Linked DNA regions of Ovis aries: region 1 is linked to region 2. Evidence: chromatin contacts called from public Hi-C data. All regions are on one chromosome and are shown on one strand. The core of a region is the stretch at or near the end of the contact, and the rest is flanking DNA. Distances in the headings are between cores, read along the strand shown. Region 1 holds the start of TMEM212 (transmembrane protein 212). Region 2 overlaps FNDC3B (fibronectin type III domain containing 3B).

What was found. Hi-C and Micro-C count contacts between places; a contact is called where the count stands out from the background.
Region 1: a Hi-C map of mixed tissues shows a contact between it and region 2, with 3 times the contacts expected there. The contact joins the promoter of TMEM212 here to the enhancer-like site in region 2. A contact is called at or near these places in 5 of 16 Hi-C or Micro-C datasets (liver, mixed tissues, muscle and 2 more).

What each region holds. Positions count from the first base shown.
Region 1 is chr1:216,328,555-216,331,917 of ARS-UI_Ramb_v3.0, reverse strand. TMEM212 (transmembrane protein 212) reads left to right here and starts at 1,388. Exons shown (of 4, transcript XM_015092554.3): 1 at 1,388-1,568. The coding sequence starts at 1,410.
Region 2 is chr1:215,884,900-215,888,169 of ARS-UI_Ramb_v3.0, reverse strand. All of the region lies in intron 11 of FNDC3B (fibronectin type III domain containing 3B), which reads left to right. Among named protein-coding and RNA genes, the nearest start is that of GHSR, 160 kb to the right of the region's middle. Within about 2 kb of position 1,704, at least 22 of the 54 cell types and tissues checked have an H3K27ac peak or open chromatin away from gene starts, as enhancers often do. A contact at or near this core is called in liver, muscle and tail adipose tissue, where this site is marked.

The DNA of each region.
Region 1 (3,363 bases), core at 139-2,638, 440 kb before region 2:
CAGGTATCTTCTCAAGCATCTTTGCTATTTGGAGGTCAGTGCTAGGGAGGAAGGCAAGGCAACCCACTCCAGTATTCTTGCCTGGAGAATCTCATGGTCAGAGGAGCCTGGCAGGCTACAGTCCGTGGGGTCACAAAGAGTCGGACACAACTGAGTGACTGAGCATGCACGCTTAGTGCTAAGCATTTTACCTGTATTGGCTCATTTAATCTTCACAACCATCACCTAGTAAGATAAACACTAATTTTGTTCCTATTTCCCACGTGAAAAAACAGTCCTCGAAAATCTAAGTGACTTGCCCTTGCCTAAGGTCGAATCCCTGGTAGACAGTGGAACTAGGACAGGAGCCTAGCTGTCTGACTCCAAAAGCCTTGTTCTAAACCATAATCTTTTCATCAACAAAATTATTTTCCTCATTTTATTTAAGGAAAACGAGAAAAGGTACTAACATTGCATAGGCTATTTAATCACAAGTCATCTGAAAGTGGTCTGTGTTTTCCAGATGTTATCTTGAAGGAGATGGTCAAACCTGTCCTTTGAGTCAAAAGCAAATACAAACTACTTTCTTACAACACATGAAAATTAAGAGATGAACTTTTGCGATTGCTTAAATGTTGATGAGCCCATCATCTAAATTTTGAATTACGATTCATGAATGGAGATCAGTAATTCAACCAACTAAGGAATTACTCCTCAAAGTTTATTTTATAACTGCATACATTTCCATCTTTGCCCTTTACTTGATAATTGAATTAACAATAAATTAACTGAGGTGAAGCTGGTTTAGTGAAAACAATGTGAAAGTCCCTAATGAAGCTTGTGCCTGTTGGGGGATAAATTCATATCAAAAATTCAAAAATAATATAGTAGAACTGAACTTTGAAGGGGTGGAGAGGTCTTGCTTTTGCTTTAAATCATTTAAATTAAATGCAATGAAAAGTGATCAGAGTGCTTATTTTTACTTTGTTTTGTGGGAAATTGTGCTGGGAAAGTGGATCTATTGTGCACAAAGGATGTTGGCTTTCTGCTGCAACCACCAGGCAGGTTGAGTTGAGAAACAATTAGCTCAGTCAGCAAGCCTTTGAATCTGAATAAGCCAGGAAGTGGTCACTCCCCACGACAGGGCAGAATGAAGGGAATGAAGGCGGTGGCCCCAAACAAGGAATGATCTCTCTGTCTGTGTCTGAAGTATTAGAATTTATCGTGTCAAATTTATGTCGAGGATTATTTCACTCCATTTTGTTATTATTTCACTAAAAACAAACGTAATCTTGTTTCCAAGTGGATCAACGGTCCACATGAGTCATGGCTACTGTCTCTTAGAAACTTCTGTTTTTCAAGGCCTGACATAGTCTCATGTTTTGGTAACGAGACGGCTTTGAGACCCAGGACCCAAGTCACAGAGGAAAATGCAGCATTTATACCAGTCTGCTGGCTGGGTTCTCATTACTCTGGGGGCTCTCAGTGTATTCTCTGGAGTTATTGCTTTCTTCCCAGTCTTTTCCTGCAAGTTTTGGTTCACAGGATGGAGTGTCTGGATTGCTTGTCCCATCTGGAATGGAGTTTTGGTAGGAAAATATTTAATATGAATGTTTTTATTACACATGTGGAGAGAATAAAGGAAAGAGGGAGGGGAAAGAGGGATGAGAATGATATATCTTTTAAAGTTTTTCAACAACATGAAGACATAAAAATTCTACAGAAAATCAGATTGTACCTTAGAACATTGATTTCTATTAGTTATCTTTTAAAATACAAGTTTTTCTTAATGTCATTTAATTATGTATACAGTATATCAGGTGGCAAACCTGCCTGCCAATGCAGGAGACATAAGAGACATTGGTTCAATCTCTGGGTTGGGAAGATCCCCTGAAGGAGGGCATGGCAGCCCACTGCGGTATTCTTGCCTGGAGAATCCCATGGACAGAAGAGCCTGGTGGGCTTCAGTCTGTGTGGTTGCAAAGAGTCGGACATGGCTGAAGTGACTTAGCATGCACACACACACAACAAGTTAGATATACTATAACGAAATGCTGTTCTCTCGAAAGTTACTTTATTTTACTGCTCTCACCTTGACATTCTGGGAAATTGGAATCTATCTGTCAAACTTCGAGTTTGGAAAGAAAATACAAACCATGAAAAATAATTTTTAAATGAACAAAGTAAAATAATTTTCAGGCAAATACTTTTATTAGAAACACTAAGGTGTGTTTATGTGACCAAGAAGTTTGCAAGCCCCAGATCTTAGGGGCTTAGCCCCATCATTTTCTTTTTTTTTTTTTTTTGTTTTTTATTTTTTAAATTTTAAAATCTTTAATTCTTACATGCGTTCCCAAACATGAACCCCCTTCCCACCTCCCTCCCCACAACATCTCTCTGGGTCATCCCCATGCCCCAGCCCCAAGCATGCTGCACCCTGTGTCAGACATAGACTGGCGATTCAATTCTTACATGATAGTATACATGTTTGCACTGAAAATAACTGAAGAAGTTGGGTGATCGGCTTCACTAGCTTCATATGTTGCCAAACCTGCATGTGCCAAATACATGTGGATACTAAGCAACTGCTCAGTGTCTGCCTGTTAAATGGTCTCACAGTTGAACAACGATATGGTGCCTCAGCTTCCTGGGTCAAAGAAACAAACACACTTAGCCTTGGAGTAGGTGGCCACCATGGCGGCATGATCGAAGAGGAGTTACAGAGGCCTGAGCGCTCAACAAATCCTTCTCTCATTGTTTCCCGGGATGCCTGATACTCATTACTGGAAACTAGATAATTCAATTTTGAAACTTGTTGATCTTATGGAGTTTTCTCTTACAATATAGCCACTGTTGAGAGGGGCAATATCTTGTCCTTTTTCTAAGATTTTTTTTCACACAGACCATTTGAAAAGTCTTTATTGAATTCGTTACAATATTCCTTCTGTTTTATGTTTGTTTTTGTGTGGGTTTTTTGTTTTTGTTTTTTGTTTGTTTTTTGGTCTTTTTGGCTGTGAGGCACGTGGGATCTTAGTTTCCCGACCAGGAATTGAACCCTCACCCCTCTGCATTGGAAGGGGAAGCCTTAAGGGAATTCCCTTAATTCTTTTTTTTTTTTTTTAAATCAAACTTTAATGGAGACACCGTTTAAAAGCAAATCCCTAGGAAATATCATTTTAATTTATTTATTAAATAAATATACATTGATAGCCTACTGCAAGCTTGAGTTACAATGGAAAAGTAAAATAAAGTCTTGCTATTAAAGGCACGCAGTCTGGGGGGGGAGTTTAACGATGGTGTGCAGGTGGAGGAACACCGGATGGGAGGAGCAAGGAACTGAACGTGGAAACCACTTGATGGCATTTTTCTTTTCTTTATTTAACA
Region 2 (3,270 bases), core at 455-2,954:
ATTAGTTGTATATTAAAAATCAAATACTTTTTATATACTTAGATACCACTTTTCGGATAGGCAGACAAATCTAAATTGATTTCTTCACTGGAGCTTTTTTCCATTATGTGTTGTAAACGGATATGAAACAGGTAGAGATGTGATTGCGTGTGGATGTCCTTTGATAGATTATTTACTTTTCTCACTCTTGAGGCTTTAGGCTATGCCATACCTAAACTGTGTCCCAAAGACTTTTGCATATCTGTATTTAAATATAAAAATATTCCCCAGGGTTTTCTTTAACTCTAGAGATAGCATTATTAAAAATTTTAATTCTATAAAATGTTACTCTAAGATGAAGTGACTGCATTGCCATTGATTAACAATTTTGGGTAATCTTGATTATCTAGGAATCTTGTTACATATTTTAGGTTCTACAGAAACAATTTTAAAAATCTATTCAAAGAAGCCTTACTTTGTTGGATGGCTTTGAGGGCCCTTTATGCAGACATGTGTTGAACATTGACTGTATACAAGCATACTCGCTTCTGCTCCCTTACTTCCTGGCTATTTATATTTATAGTGCAGGAGGAATTTATAAGTTTATAGAAAACTTCATATTATAAACATATATGGACATCAAAATAGATAAGTGTAATATTGCATAACAAATTACCTCAAAACTCAGTGCGTTAAACCAGTCACTTTTCACTTCTCATGGGTTCAGGGTTGGGAATTTGGACAAGGCACTGGAGAATCAGTTTGTCTGCATTCCAGTTTCTGGAGCTTCAGCTGGGGAGGGCTTGTTGGCTGAGGTTGGAACCTTCTGGCGGGATCCTCATTCACAAGTCTGGTGGTCACTGCTGGCTTAGGTGGAGCTTTGTCTCAGACTCTCTCAAAGCACAGCAGCTTCAGGGGAATCAGCACTGCAAAAGTGAATGTTCTGGTAAAAAGACAGAAACTTCATCACCTTTTTAGGCCTCTCCTTGGTAGTCACAACAGCTTCATTTCCATTCCATCTGTCATGACAAGAGAGTCACAAGCCCACCCATGTCCAAGAGAAAGGGCCATAGGCTTTGCTCCTCTCTGATGGGAGTCAGGAATGTTTGGACATGTTTAGAATCATCACCACATGACGTAGGTTCTCCTGATTCTGCTAATCGATTCATCTTTTCCCCTTTATCTTTGTGTAGCACATACAGTGTTTTAGGTGTGTGTTCAGTCGCTTCAGTCCTGTCCGACGCTTTGCAAACCCGTGGACTGTAGCCTGCCAGGCTCCTCTGTCCATGGGGATGCTCTAGGCAAGATACTGGAGTGGGTTGCCATGCCCTTCTCCAGGGAATCTTCCAGAACCAGGGATCAAATCCATGTCTCTTGCATTGCAGGTAGATTCTTTACCGCTGAGCTGCCAGGGAAGCCGGTATTTTAGGTACTATGCCCTAAAAGGGTGTGGACTTAGAAAGGACAGCGTAACTCTTTTCCTGCCCCTGCTCTCCTCTGAGTGTTCCGGGAAGAGAAGAAGGCAGACAGATGTGCCCCAGAAATGCAGCAATGGGATGAGACTCAGACCCCTGGCCCGACGGGGCGTGACTCAGTGGTGCACAAAGCCGGCTTTTCTCACTAAACACATGGGAGGGGTCAATGCCTGCTCCCTTAGTGAGGAGGAGAGGGAACCTATGAGGAAAACCACATTCCTGCCTATTAGTGTCTCTGCCTTACTGTCGCACTTCATGAGTCGGCCTCCTTTGGATGACTCACAGGAGATCAGCAAAGTGTTCCCTCCCCCCTCCTTTTTTGAGGGAGTTTATAAACATAGAAACTAATATGTTTATCATCTTATTTAACAGCTAATTTTAAATTGTTAGCTCAATTAAAAAGAAAAATACTTAGGTAGATAGTAAAAGGGCAGAAGATAAAGTGAGAAAATAGAGAATATATTACTTAAAACATTTTAAATCTTTTATTTATAATTTACCCGCAGATTTCATCTAAAGAGTGAAATAATATTTCAAGATATCTTTGTCCCTGAAGTTTATATTAACTCATCTTGAAAACTGCTTCCAAGGGTGACTCACTGTCTGCTGTGGAGCCACAGGAGTTACGTCTCACACGCCCCCACACTGCCTTCCCTCACCCCTGCTGGTCTGAGATTGGGTCCTTTCACAGTCTGGCAGAAAGCTGGCACTCTTCAGAATGTACCGGGAACTTTGTAGGACCTAAAAGAACATCTGGGCTCTGATTTTTATTAGGACTTGTAACCAAATGTGTGACCCTTCTACCAAGGGAGTGAAAATGAGGATGGAGTGGGACAGACGTGGGCAGAGTGGAGCTTTCTGAGTGTGAGATGGCTGGGGCCTGCCCTCCAAGATAATCCGCACCCCACCCCACCCCCTGCCGCCCCGTACTGTGTGAATCGAGAACTGAAAAGAGCCCCTTGTTTACCAAGTATCAGATCAATGAGATGTCTAGACTAGGTCCGGTGAACTCTGGTAAACTGAGTTCAGTGGCATCAGGGACCAGGCCTCCTGGAGGGAGGGTTTGTGATGCCTCACTCCCCATCAAAGTGAGCACCTTGAAGTCTGTTCACACACAGTTGGTTTGTACTCCAAAATTTCTTCACGTTCTAGTAAAGATTAACCTTGTCCTTGAGTGAACTTCAGTGTGCATGGTAGGAAAAAGCATTTGGGCATGCCCAGGATTATGAAATGGAAACAGGTCAGGGAACCCTGAAAATCTGTTCTTTTTGGCTTGTGGACACTGGCAGTAGGGAGCTAGTCCAGAACACGCTGGGGCTTCATGTCCAATGAGGTCAGTAGTGTGGTGGCTACATCTGTGCCAGAACGATCGCATTTCCAGCCTCCAGGGTGGATTTCAGCTTCCTGTCACCTCTGCTCTCATTGGGTGAAGTTTTCTTTCCTTCCCGGGAGAAGAGGCACTCCAGTGCTTGTCTCAAAGAGATTCTGATCCTGACTGGTCCCGTGATGCACATCCGTGATCTCCCGACATGCAGAATCAGGGCACTCCTGGCCATCCGTGTCTCAGCTTTTCCCTCGTAGAGCAGCCGGCTCCTTGACCTATTGAGCTGCTCTCTGGGTGACACCCCACATGTGGCCTAGCAGCAGTAGCTGAGCAAGGCAACGCCTCAGCCATGGGTGTCTCTGCTGCCTATGTTTGACCAGATTATTGAAGACAGCAGGCCTGCAGTGTGGAGAGATTGTCCATTTCCACTGGGACCATGTTTTTGTAGGAAAGTTTGCATGAAGCTAAATTTAACTTATTAAAATATAAGTT